Regions from separate parts of the Triticum aestivum genome. Here all the other regions are linked to region 1. A link is a contact called in public Hi-C data. All regions are on one chromosome and are shown on one strand. Each heading gives the region's core, a stretch centred on a gene start, on an enhancer-like site or on the middle of the called end of the contact. The rest is flanking DNA. Distances are from core to core; before and after follow the strand shown.

What was found. Hi-C and Micro-C count contacts between places; a contact is called where the count stands out from the background.
Region 2: a contact with region 1 is called in a Hi-C map of leaf, with 5 times the contacts expected there. The contact joins the enhancer-like site here to the promoter of LOC101290659 in region 1. A contact is called at or near these places in 4 of 5 Hi-C or Micro-C datasets (leaf and an unstated tissue) and 1 of 1 datasets of contacts at active chromatin or transcription factors (leaf).
Region 3: a Hi-C map of an unstated tissue shows a contact between it and region 1, with 10 times the contacts expected there. The contact joins the promoter of LOC123163172 here to the promoter of LOC101290659 in region 1. A contact is called at or near these places in 3 of 5 Hi-C or Micro-C datasets (leaf and an unstated tissue).

The regions. Positions count from the first base shown.
Region 1 is chr7B:75,391,219-75,395,791 of IWGSC CS RefSeq v2.1, forward strand. LOC101290659 reads right to left here and starts at 2,643. Exons shown (of 1, transcript XM_044575919.1): 1 at 1,509-2,643. The coding sequence starts at 2,387. The coding sequence ends at 2,013.
Region 2 is chr7B:75,603,830-75,608,402 of IWGSC CS RefSeq v2.1, forward strand. No RefSeq gene overlaps it. Among protein-coding and RNA genes, the nearest start is that of LOC123159436, 22 kb to the right of the region's middle. Within about 2 kb of position 1,917, at least 1 of the 8 cell types and tissues checked has an H3K27ac peak or open chromatin away from gene starts, as enhancers often do. A contact at or near this core is called in leaf, where this site is marked.
Region 3 is chr7B:75,242,597-75,247,169 of IWGSC CS RefSeq v2.1, forward strand. It overlaps LOC123163172 (polyadenylate-binding protein-interacting protein 7), which reads right to left and starts at 2,657. Exons shown (of 6, transcript XM_044580925.1): 1 at 2,256-2,657; 2 at 518-1,317; 3 at 1-244. The coding sequence starts at 1,261.

The DNA of each region.
Region 1 (4,573 bases), core at 1,393-3,892:
GTATATATGTTTTGCTTTAATATTTAGGGACATAAGAGGGAACTAATTCTAGTCTACTAGAATCACAAAATAAACTAATGCAAAATTTGGTAATAAAAATAAAAATAAAATAAAATAAAAAATAAAGTAAAATAAAAATTAAAACCAAATAAAAAATTGTAGCTTTCTCAATTAGAATGAATTTAAGGCATTGGTATTTAAAATAAAATAAAATAAATACAAAAATTGCACATAATTTTTTTTCATAGTGCGCAACAATAAGCATATAATATTGTAATTAATTATTTGGACTCGGATATCATTTGCACAGATATTAGATAGTACTTGCCCTTGTATTTCAGAGATTAATTGTCTTACTCATGCCGATGGTATTACCTCAAATAGTCAAATAATCACAAAAAAGGAATGCAAGATTTGGTAATGAAACTAAAAATTAAGAAAAACTAAAGATAAATAAAACTAAAACAATATTAAACAGATGTAGTTTTATAAGGAAGAATGAATTAAAGGCATTGATATTAAAAGGAAAAAAATGGCAACATCTTAAATAGAAAATTACACATTTTCACAATATGCAAAAAGAAGGGTATAATAGCGCAATTTTCCAGACTCCAGTATAATTTGCACACATATTACATAGTACTTGCTTGTGCATGTGTATGCCAATGATTAATTGTCTTACTCATGCCGATGGTATTACCCTAAATGAATCACACACAAAAACAGATTTGGTAATAAAACTAAAACCAAAATAAAAGCTAAAAAAATAAAACTAAATTTTGCTAAGGAAAATGAATTAAAGACATTGATATTACCCTTAAATGAAGAAAGATGATAAAAAGAAAGAAAATGACAACAACTTGCTTAGAAAATTGCACCTATTCAAAATATATGCAATAAGAATCATATAATAGGAGAAAAAATCAGACTCCAATATAATTTGCACACATATTACATAATGCTTGTGTGTATAGGTCAAGATTAAGGGCCTCTTCGGAGGCCTTCCGCTCCACGAGGCCGCTCCCGGAGTCGACGAAGTTCCAGTTAAAAAGTGTGGAGCGAGAGAAACGGTACTCTGCAGATTCTTATATACCGCGGAGCGGGTGGGCCGCCGAACAGCCCCTAAGTGTCTTACTCATGCCAATGTTATCGCCTCCGAAGTGCATACACAAACATGACGAAAATGAATTGAGTCTCATTTATTTCGTGCGTACGACAAGAAGCACTTCGACAATCTTGCGAACACAGAACCCTAGTGACCCAAGCAACAACAAGCATCAACTGAAAAACAAATGGACTACTACCGGACCGACGCATAACCCACTAGCCTAAGACTAACGGACTGAAACCTTTCCGCTGAACAAAATCGACTGAAAACAAAAGTTACATCAGTCAACTATAACCCAGTCAACTATAACCCAAACAGACCCCAAGTACGAATCATGAACTATGTGAATGATGGTTGCAAATTCGGGTGAGAGCTAAAAATAATAATCAGGCACCTGTTATATAGCAAAACCGCTTTATTTTCTGACTCTGTTGAAAATCAAGCCTAATTACTTGCATCCATGTGAGGACATGGCAATACAAACATGTGTAAATACAATGAGATACATATACACTACTGTAGATTACTACAATGAGCACTACTTTACATGTCCTTCCATCTGAGTAACTTACAAGAAGCCTGCATAACTCCAGTACAATGCTTTTGTACAGAGTGACTACAATGCGTAGCCGAAGCCTGAGCTAATACTCAACACAACCGGATACTACTACAAATGCTACGAAGCACATTACGTAATAACTTCATGCTCGATCATACGGAGCTTGATCGCTCCTGTCTCGAGCAATCATAAGCTAGGACGCAAATTATTCATTCCTCAGGACGGCAGGCAAGCCACACAAGGCACATGCCCCCCAAGTACGTATTATTCCTGACGTCTTTGCCCAATCATTGGCGAACAACCCACCACGAGCTAGCTATCCTTCGCCTCCGGCTAGGCGATCGATCAGGCGTCGTCAGCGTCCGTGCACCGGGGGCCTGCCGCCACCTTGCGCCCCTGCGGCGCGGCGGGTGACGCCGGCGGCGAGTCGAGGCAGCGCCGGAGCAGGCGCGACACGGCGGCCACGAGCTCCTCGGACGCCTTCTTCCCGGGCGCACGCGGCGCCTCCCTCGCGAAAGCGCCGTGCCGGTCGAGCGCCTCGGCCGTGGTGATGGCGCGCTGGCCCCGGGCGCCCGCGCGGCGGATCTCGTCGCCCACGGCAGCCGCGCAGAGCCCGCAGACCCAGCGGCCCATGTACTCGGCCCGCACCGCCGCGATGTACTCCGGCGTGCACTCCTCCGTGAAGCCGCAGCACTCGCACCTCGCGGCCTCCACCTCCATGCTCGCGACGTCCGCTCCGCTCTCTCTCGATGAACTTAATTACCGCTCCTTCTCCCAGACGACGTAGGACGACGGGACGGACGGCGCCTCGGCTGCTCTCCGGCTGCCGCTCCTCCTGCTCCTGGCCTGCTCGCTCCGGCTGGCTTCTGCTACGGCGATGATGACGGCGTCGGCGCCTGGTGTCATCGCAGTCGGGCGATGTCTCCCTCGCGCTTCCCTCTCCTCCGCCTCGGCTCGCCTCCCCTCCCGCCCTGAACTTCTCCGCACCGGGACATGCGGTGGCAGCCAGGTGGTATTTATGCACCGCCAGCGCCGTGGAGCATGTGGCCACGTCTTGCCCCGCTGGCCCCGCGTGTCGGTGGGGGCAGGGGGAGGTGGTAGCTCCTGTACGGGCCGTAGCCAGTAGCGGGAACCGGCTCGTCTACCGTGCTGAAGGCACGGCAGGGAGCTACAGTAGCCACGCAGTGGGAATCGCAGAAGGCACTGCAGGGCCCTATAGCACTATGCACTGTAGCGAATCTACTGTAATAAATATGTACTGTAGCGGGCACCCTGTAGCACCACACTGTTCATGAGTTCATGTAGCGCGCAGTGAAAAATCACAGAGGCACTGCAGGCTAGTGTAGCTCCCCTACCGTGCTTTCAGCACGGTAGACGAGCCGGTTCCCCAGTAGCGTGGGGATGCTAGAGGGAGGTCCACGTCGGGGGGCTGAGCTGGGTGGGCGCCCGGCCTTTTGAATGCGTGGTCTGTGAGTACTGACAGCTGGCCACGGTGGGCCGCGCGGGCTGCTCGCCGTGCCCAGGGGTCGGGTGGATTTGGTGCGGGTTCGGATGGGCCGTCGCTGTTGCTGGGCCCCGCCTGCTGTTTTCGTGCGCCTGACACGTCGCTCTCGCGATTTTATCGCGACAGGAGTGTTTTTGTCGCCCGTGGCTCCTCGGTTTTGTCTTGGGTTGGGTTGGTGCCCCCAATCATAAGGCCACTTTTCTTTCTTCTTTTTTCCCCTCAAGTAAACTAGTGGTGGTGGTAAAAAACTATCATAATAGCTCCAAGTATACTGGAAATTAACACTAGATGCTTTAATCAGTGATAATCAACTAGCTAACACAGCAAGTTCATGGTTTTCCGGTTGAAAAGAAAGTTGTTTTCAAGGGAGAACCAGTCGGCATCTCATGGAAAGAAAAAACACGGTGCAGACAAAAACGAAGTTACCAGCACTGAAATACAAAACCCGCTCATGACACTACGCCCACCAGATCTCAACCACTAGCGAACTAGACCAGCGCCACATGGAAAGATGCTCTAGGTCTGTTCATGATCATGCATCGTTCATGGCCATAGCATCTACTATTATTACCTAACATGGGATATCGGATGTGTACGTCAAAGATAGTGCTAGTAAGGGCATCTCTAACCTGACCTTCAAACCGTCCACAACCATCTGAATCGTGTAGCCCGTACGTGTTTGGCGTCCAGCGCGGTTCAGACGTATTTTGTCATCCAGCGTGCTCTTGCATCGATCCATTCGGCAGGCAGGATGCACATTTTCCCGCAAACCAGAGACAAATTTGGGGGTTTTGCGGGTGTCCGAACCGCTGCCACGCCCATGTCTGACTAACCTGGCCCACCCAACTCCTCCTCCCTCGCCTGCACGCGTTTCCAGCTGAAGCCAACAACCCTCATTCATGAGGGCTGTGGACGTGACCGCTCACTAGAGCCGGCCTGAAGCCGCTCACCGGCCAAGGGCACCGCCCGCTGCGCACGCCTTCTGTCCGCATTCAAAGGACATCCATCTGCCCGCCTAGCTCCATTAAATCGACGCGTGTGCCGGGGAACATACTTCGGCGCCCCGAGCGCCACACATCCGTTCATGTGTCGGCCGACATTGAGCACCTCTCCGGCTGGCTCCTTGCATCCGTCCGCTTTATAAATGTGACTAGGCGTCGTGCTAGAATTACACACCTCACCTCAGCTCTCTATCTCCTCCTTGTACAATACCCGCCATGGCCTCCAGCGAGCAGTGGAAGGAGTTCTCCGGCATTGTAGCGGCCTGGGTTGCCCTCCAAGCCAACCCGATATATGTTGGCTTGCAGGCAAACCCTCCGGTTCCAGCGCCACCGCCATTGCCTCTCGCCCATCCAGGCTGGCCAACGCCTTCTCCCGACAACTCCATCGCTAGCAATGGCGG
Region 2 (4,573 bases), core at 667-3,166, 210 kb after region 1:
CACTTGGGTTTTTTGGAACAGCCCGCCATTTTTGTGGTAGTTTTTTGGAAAATTAAAAAAATGTGGTAGTTTTCCGGAACGATAGCCCGTAATGTGGTATTTTTTGCTATTCACTCATTTCGAGGTCGTAGGCTGAACCTGGAGAAACGCTCGTTCCCGCACGCGCACCAGGCCAGGCGTCGCCCAGCGGCAAGGGAAGGGAAGGCGCACACACCGTGGAGGGAGGCTTCCGGTGTTGGTTCGAGTCGACGATTGATTGGATGCATCTTTGCAGAGGCCGGCAGTCCCGCAGTCACCTCAGACAGTGAGGAAAAATAGATCATGGAAGGCCATTGTCGCTTGGGTCCCAGGAAGGCCACCCACCACGTCACTGGGTGACATATCTGGTGACTTGCCCGGTGAGCATGGACGTAGACCATGACAACTGTCTTCCCCGTCCCAAAAACAAACCCTGATCCGTGCTTCGCGGTGGCGGAGGCTATTCTTCCCCTCCCGCTGAAGCATACCCCTTCGAGGCTCTCGGCAGTCCGACGAGCGGGCTGTTGGCATAAGGAACACATGGCATGGGAATGGAGATCCGTTGTGGCCGGTCATAGACTAGTTTTACCGTAGTCATGTATATTGTAGTTAAAATATTGTTAGAATTGTAAATATTTTCGTCCGGTTTGAATAAAAATCATCAGAATTGCATGTACTTCGTCCGATTTGTTGAAAAGTGGTTTGAAATGTTTGTGGATAGATTCGGATGGCCGGCTCCCGCATCCATATCCACTGACGGACGCGGTGTCCGTTTTGCATGCCAGCTTTGAAGATGGCCTAAGTATGTGTTTTCAAGAAAAAAAAATAAACCGTATGTATTGGCGTCTGGCAATGCCACGCAGCCCTTGCAGGCGAGGCATGAGCTGTCCTTCACAAACCATACACTTACTACTCCCTTCGTATCAAAATAAATGTCTCAATTTTAGTATATTTTTTCCCGGAAAACTTTAGTGCTAGCTAATTCAGGCCAGCATTCATTTATTTTTCAAACTTATACAAATTATCGCGTCAGGTACTCAGGTTTGATGCCAAAAGTTGGCATGTCAAATTTTGGCAATTGCCAAATGTTGACTAGAGATTGGTTGCTTGCCAATTTTCGCTGCCAATCTCACAAAAGATTGCCAATTGTTGGCAATTTTTGATGTTGCTAAATGTTGTCTTGCCAACTATTGGGAATGCCAAATGTTGGTAGCAAATTAATTATGCTCAAAGTTCTTACTTGTCCTCGGAGTGCGTTTTGGAAGCTGCCGCGGCAAGTGGACAAGCCGGTCTCACATGCATGATCGACCTCGACATTGCGGCCTCATGTACGTCTCGCAAGGTTGGTGGAGACACCAAGTAAGTAGCGTCCGATTTTAGTGACAGTGTCATCAATCACGAAAGTGGTCCGCTGTAGTTACGCACCTGTCCGTCCGGGGTGGTGCATATGCGCACACGCGCGAATCGTGCGGGGTCTATCGTTGGTACGCTGCGCCTCCGATGTCGTTAGCTAGAGCATGCATACGTCCTCGGTCGTGTTCTTGCTGTAGCTCCTAGCGAGCATCTTGGCTCCAAGGCCAAGCAGAGACAGATGTACCAACAGCTAGCGTCCGATCCAGCGCGCGCTGTGCGTGCAACGATGTGTGTGCACGCGAGCAGAGATCGAAAGGCGTTTTTCTTTTCTTTTTACGTGTAACCTGATCGCGTGATCTTCCTTCCTTCCGGCCGGCCGGCCGGCCCACCGCGGTGCACGGGCAATCAATGTGACCCTGTCGCCGCAGCGCCCTGCAATGCGGCGACGGCGAATGATCGGAGGCAGGTGGCGCTAGTGGCTGCCGCCGCCGGCTACGCTGCGCCGTGCAAGTCCGCGTCGTGGGGTAGAAGCTCGTCAACTTCGACACAAACTCTGTCTACTCTATCTATCCATCCACCTATGACCTATCCCCGCGCGCCTTTCCTTCTCCGGTTATATCCGTCCCATCATCGCGTGCTCCCCAACTTGTGCCGTCGATGGCTACGTCGTGATGGCACCGGAAGCAGAGCAGCACCGCCGTCACATGGATTGCCAGCTAGTCTCCAAGTACACGATCGAGGCAAATCTTTGGGTCACCCTTTGGGGCTAAAAATCTAGGGTCACTCATGTCGCGAGAGTAATAATTCATGCCGTTGTTTCGGGTTGATTGTAACAAACTCTATCCTTTTTTTAATTATTAATAGATGAGGTAAATCTATTGCCTTTGTTTCGAGAAAAAGAAGTACACTGTGTGTGGCGAGAGAAGTAGCGCGGGTGCCAACCGCTCTGTAAACGGTGCTGGACGATCTGCCGCTTGGCTAAGCCAAATTCTTCAAAACAAAAGTTCATGTGTAGTAAATTCCACCTCGTTACACCCCAAGTGTCGTTCGAATCTTTGATCACTTCATAAGCTACTAGCAAATATGCCCGTGCGTTGCAACGGAAGACAAAAAATTATGGCTAACCAAATGAGTATGACTCAGTGGCCTGATATATGAGCGTACTTTATTTTAACACAGTGGCTCACCATGTTGTCATTTTTTTTCTCACCCTAGCCGATGATGGTCCCGATGTCCACGTGATCACAATGCATTCGACGTGGTAAATCCCAAGGTTATGAGTTTGTCAGTGCATGCCACACTTGTCATTATGTTGCGCAAGAAAATGTTTAAAATTTTAAAAACAAATCTCGTTGACCACGAACTACTCCCAACGCCAAGACATATAAAGACTTTCAAAAAACCAATTAAATCCTAGACATAGAAAACTTTTGAATTAGTGAACAGTTTTCGGAATCGACAAACATTTTCTTTTGAAATTTTTTATTTTCTCAAAAGAATCATGAACATTAGTTTTGTTTACAAGAAACTAAATGCATGAACCAGTTTCGAATTCATTAAATTTTTTTGACTCAATAAACATTTTGTGAGTCGATGAACTTTTCTAAAAAATTGGAGAAAATTTTAAAAAACAATTTTTTGTGAACATTTTCTAAAATGTCATGGAATTTTTTCAGATTCCTGAATATGTTTTCAATACACAGTCATTTTTTTTTAAATGATGAACATGATTTTATTTTCCTACCATCTTTTTCAAATTGTGATTTTTTTTATAATTTTGCAAAACCACCAACATTTTTTGAATCTGTATTTTTTATGATTTCTCAAAGATTTTTTTAAAAGTCACAACTTTGGAATATTAAAATCCTGAATTAATTTAAAGAAGAAAGAAGAAAGAAAACAGAATGAGAAAAGAAAAGACAAAAAAGTAAAATGGAAAAAATGCGTGAGAAAAAAAAGATGTGGAAGGTGGGGATCGAACCCCGGTCTCATAGCTGGAGGAGCGATCGCACAACCACTCGGTCACCCATAGTTCTATGATTCTAACTGTCGCGGCCTTTTAAAACAACCCAGTGGGGCGGTGATTTTTGTTTGAAAAACTGAATCATTTTCCACTTACGGGTGGCATTGGTGGGTAATTTTTACCAATTTGGAGGGTAATTATAATGACGAACGATAGAAATCCAATTTACTTTATTATTTGGTAAAGATTTAGTTTTGTTTCTCCAGTTTGTTCTCCTACTAACGTTTGTGCCGAATCTAAATGGTGGGTCCTGCTCACTAGGTTGATGCGGGACGCTGGCTAGCGACCGGTTCGACAGGTGGCAAATAGAATCTCTGCTGGCGACTCCACATCCACACTGCACCTATACTGGACTGGAAATGCGGGGATTTCCAGAGGGTTGTAGCAGAAGCGCTCAAGAGGAGGAGGTGTGGCGTACATACTCCCTCCGTTCCAAATTACTTGTCGCTAAAATGGATGTATCTAGAATTAAAATACATCTGGACACATCCATTATTACGACAAGTAATTTGGAACGGAGTAGATGGCAACCGTCGCATAAATCACAGCCACATCTGTCCAACAAGCGGAGCGCATCGAACAAGCTCGGGATTACAGTATTTTTTTATAGAAAAAGGTCACCATAGCATTCTTTATTTAATCAAATATACGAACTCCTCCCGGAATTACTTGTCACCGAAATTATATGACAAGTAGTTCCGGACGGAGGGAGTAATTACATGTGAATGAGTCCGCTCAAAATAAAGCTAGGAGCATGAAGTGTTACAAGTATAACTGTGCCTAGCTATATGGTGAGCAACTTGATTGGCCTTCCTTGTTTGAGTATGACAGTCAAATGGGGTACAAATTTGAAAATGCACATGTTCTTTCATTTTTTGTGTGCATGGATGGAAATACTATTGTAGTACTCAATAATAATGCCCTTACAATCTGCAAGTTCTTGCTCTAATGCACCGGGGGGGGGGGGGGGGGGGGGGGAGGGCAGACCCAATCCAAGTCATGGTTCTGCACTCTAGTCTACCAATATTTGCTAAGCAATCATTAACATTATTCTGAGTACGCCTAACATGAGTAATACAAGTTTCACGGAGAGACAAAGATGCTTAATTTCCTTGATGATAGAGGAGTACATTATTTCTATGCCTGGAGCGTTTGCACTGCAATGAGAGGATCCAACTC
Region 3 (4,573 bases), core at 1,407-3,906, 150 kb before region 1:
TTTTGAACTTGTTGTGGCCAGAATTCTGCGATGCAAGTTTCCGAACAGCTGAAACAAAATCACCAGTACCACTAGATATGGTGGAAGAATTGCGCCCACTGAAGAAGCCAAGGATATCCATATCTCCCTTAGAGAAACCGTTTTGATCTTCTGCTGTTGGCAGGGCAGGAAAGTCGCCCGTACTAAAGTTTGGTGAGCTGGGGGTCAAATTCATTGCCTGATTGGAAGTAGGATCCACTTGCATCTGAAAAATCAAAAGAAAAAATAACCCTTGGAGATACTACTGAATGTTGCAATTGTAACATAACTGCTCGAAGCAATGTATATTACCAAATAAAGAGGAAAGAGATTTTAATATTGTCTTTCAAAGGATATGTTTAATACTGGTGCCTTGAGCAGAAAGAAAATTCATTAAAGTTTCAGCAATATACATCAAGAAGAGTCAGCTATATTAAGCAATGCTCTGATTGGACGTATAGAGGAGTTAGTGTGAAAATTACAGATAGAAAGAGATTACCTCTAGCTGGGTGAGAATTTCAATAGTATGATTGAAGTCACATCCATTTGCATAGTACAGCTCCCCAAGACTCTCTGCTGAAAATCCAGGAAACTGAGACGCTAAATACTCTAGGGGATCAAAAAGGCCATCTGATGCTGCAACGTACTCACTAGCAAAACTGTCAGTAAAGCCTGTGGTAGGATCATACTGAAGGTCCTGATTTTCATTAGCAAAGTGGAGGTCACCCACGTAATTTTGCTCCCAATTGCTTGAACCAACAGTTGAAAAGGTTGACTGTGAATTATCCTCGTAAAATAAATTGGTATGCCCAAGTTCCAGGTTGCTAGCTGAAGAAGACAACTCTTGGTGTTCTCTTGACAAGCGGCTAGCTTTTGTCCCATAGAAAGGAGGTGCATTCAAGGATAATCCAGCAAGGGACAGTTCTTCAGGTTCTTGTTCGATTTTCTCGAAAGAAGTGAAGTCTGGAATAATATCATCTGGGAGCTGCTTACGCCAGAACTGGTGTGCCTCATCGTCTGAGTTATTAGACTTGGACGACTCAGACCTATCTAGAATTTTTTTTCCAGGTGACCCCCTAAGTTCAGACTTACTTGCATCTGAAGCTGTGCTATTACCATAGGATGGTCTAATAACACATGAAGGGACAAACTCTGCTGCATTGGGATTTAATGCAGTGATTTTATTTGGCAACATTGACCTTGCATCACCATTATTTGGAACAACTTTATTCAGTGAAGTCATCTTTTAACAGAAATTACATGTACAGGAAAACTCTTCCAATAAGATTTACCCAAACCCTGAAAAGGTGGTAAACATCAAGGTTAGTATTAGTATGGTTCAGCACATTTACAAGAATTACATTTCCTATGAATAACTGAAATAGAAAAGCCATGTATCCTGTAATGGCAAGAAGCTATTTGCTAATCTGCAAAACTGTTTAGTTACTCCCATAATTTTCTGTGAGGTAGCTATAAATAATAAATTTATGCCAGATTACTGAGAATCGATTTTATTTTCGAGGGAAAAACAATTTCATGCTTATCAAAAACAGCACACGCAAATAAAAACTAATCCAATAAGGTCTGGCTCCAATTATTTGAGTCATATTTAGAGCAAACGAAATGTGAACTCTAATCTAGGTAAGCCATTTATTAATTTACATGACATATATGGATGAACTAATTGACAAGTTGTTAGAATTGCCAAACTAGTCGGTCCTTTAAATCGTACTGTTAGGCTTCAAAAAGTTTCTTTTTTGTTACTATCATGCAGACATGGCAACAGTATTATCAGCATTACTTGTAATAGAAGTTTCCAAATTTACAAGGCCTACTTGTAATAGAAGTTTCCAAATTTACACAAGGCCTAAAAGACGGTAGGTATCTTTCCAAAAAAGGGCGTTAGAATAGGGCGTCACCCATTTGCACACAAAATGGCGTGGCCTTTCTTGGCTCAGATATAACTGCCTGAGCTACTACTACAACCGCCAGCGTCACAAAAGCTGCATCTCCCCCATGCAGTTTCTATACGCCAAATTCACCGGCTAGGACGTTGAAATATCTAACGCTTCAGTCGTACGCATTGGCCCTTTTACGGCAATAACTTCGCCTCGCCGCTAAATCAGTAAATTCGCAAAAATAATACTAGTAAATTCGCATGAGCGGCAAACGTAACAGTAAAACAACAGAAAAGGAAAATAAGCTTAGGGCTACGCCACCCCGAATCGGAATCATACACAGCTCTAGCTCTAGCAGAGGCTTGAGGAGAGAGCAAGCCGACGCCGCGCCGAGATCCGGACGGGATCTACACGAGGCGAGCGTCCGCGGCAGATCTGGAGAGCTCCCGCCAACGCGAGCCGATGCCCTTCCGCCGGTCGATGAGCTGGTAGTAATATATGGCTGGCGACCGGCCCATATGGGGCGCGAAGGATAAAAAGCCTCGGCCGCCCCTCCCCGACGCGGGGCAGGGTACGGGTCGTCACCGCCCACGAGACGGAGACGGAGCCGGAGCCGGCGCGGAGACGGAGGGGATTCGGAGGTGGTGGCCGAGGCGGGGTCGGAGACGGGGTGGGTCGCCGGGATTTGTGGCGTGGTGGAGGGTGGCCGTGGGGAGGGGAGGGGAGGGGAGGAGGAGGGACGGACGGACGGGAGGGGGGAGGCGGAGGAGGAGGATAGGCGAGGGATGGTGGAGTTTGACCCGACGCGGCGGGTGGTGGGGCCGGGATGGAGCTGTGGCGTGGAGGGGAAGGATGGGTGGGTGGTGGCTTGGCCTTGGGATCGGTGGCGGGATGAGGGCAGGGCCGCGTGCGCCTGCCTGCTACCTGTCTCCGCTCCCGCGGTGCGACGCGAATATGCGGCTCGGTGATTCGACCGAGGGGGAAATATCGGCGGGGCTCCCGCCGGTGGTTCCGTGGTCTGCCTCCGCCCGTCTGCTTCACAACGTTTCGTGGTTCCTGTTTGCCATCGTCCATGAGGGCATCTTCAGCCGTTCGGCCTCCAGGGCGCCTAAATAGAGCGGCTTGGGGGCGTGCCGGCGCTAGTTCGGTCTCTGGGACGACCTAGCTCTCAGTCACGCCCCCACGCGCCGGCCCCAGAATGCGGAAATTCAAACTTGGTCGTTCCCGCTCTTAAAAGACGCCGATCGAACGGACGTAGTCTGGCGTTACAAAAAACAGAGAGCCGCCGTGCGCAACGATTCACTCGGCGGGGTCGGCGTGCGCGGCCTCGTCGTTGCCGGAGCTGCTTCGGTGCAGGGCTGCGTCGGCGCGGCTTCGGCACTGCTGGGCGGCGATGTAGAGACGTCGTTCGGGCTTGGCGTCCGTGTGGGCGTGGGCGTTGCCGTCGGCAGCTCGTTCAGGATGAGGCCGCGCTGCACCAGGTACCACGCCTTGAGCTTCTCGTCGTTGCTCTGGAGCATGTCCGCCCCGCTCATCAGAAAAGCCATGTCGGTGTTCCTCTTCTTCGCGGCGACGTTCGTCCGGAGCAGGTCGAGCTTGATGGCATTGCTCTTCATTAGCGACGACCACCGCGCCTCGGTCTTCTCTTCGCGTAGGACGGCCCGGGCCTGGGCATCGGCGAGGCAATGCTCGATGGACTCCTGCACTCGCGCGGTTGCCGCGTCGGCGCTTTTCCCCTTCTTTGCCAATTTGTGGCCGTCCGGCCGTCCCTCTGACGTGCCCGGAGTCGTCGCGTTTGGCTTGTATGTCTCCTTGGCCTTGTCGAGGGCACGTCGGACTTCCGCCCACTTCTCGCACTTGTCAATGCGCTTGTAGACGTGGAGGTGCTTGAAGTCGGCGTCTTGGTTGTCGCCCCGATACATGGCGAACATACGCAGCAGCTGCGCGGAGGGACAAACAGTTGGTGGGCGGCGGGCGTAGGGGACGAAGATATGCGTGCGAACGGCGTGCGTACCTGATCCTCAACGCTGGCGCCGCTCTCCGGGCGAGCCGCGACCTCCTCGACGATTCCATGCCATTTGTTGCACGCCAACTGGATACACCCCCAATGGTCCGCCATCGCCTTGGAGCCGTGCTGCATGTAGACGCCATTGAAGTAGGGGTCGACGAGCTTCCGCTCGTCGAACTCGGCCTTGATGCGGTCCCAGTACGTGTCCAAGCTCTGGTTCACGCCGGTGGTCGGGTCGAGGCAGACGACTTTCCATGCTTCGGCGAGGCATTCCTCCTCCTTGGACGTCCACTTGATGCGCGGTTCGCCTGACCTAGCCGCCCGCTTCTTCTTCTTCCGGCGCCCCTTCGTCGGAACAGGAGCCGACTCCTCCTCCTCCTCCTCGTCCTCCTCGGGTTCCTGCGCGTCGTCGCCGTAGACGTAGCCGAGCTCGGCCTCCATGTCACCGTTGAGGTCCACTACCTCGTCCTGGGTGGCGAACCCGGGAGACTCGGCGGCCGCAGTCGATCCTGTCGCGATGATGTCGTCCATGTCGGCTCCCGTGTCGTCGGTGTCGCCGAGGTGTGAGAAGGGGAGCGGTCCGCGGTAGAGATGGGGCGTCGGTGTGGACGCATAGGCGGCGGGCGGCGAGTAGTTGTATGGAGGGTAC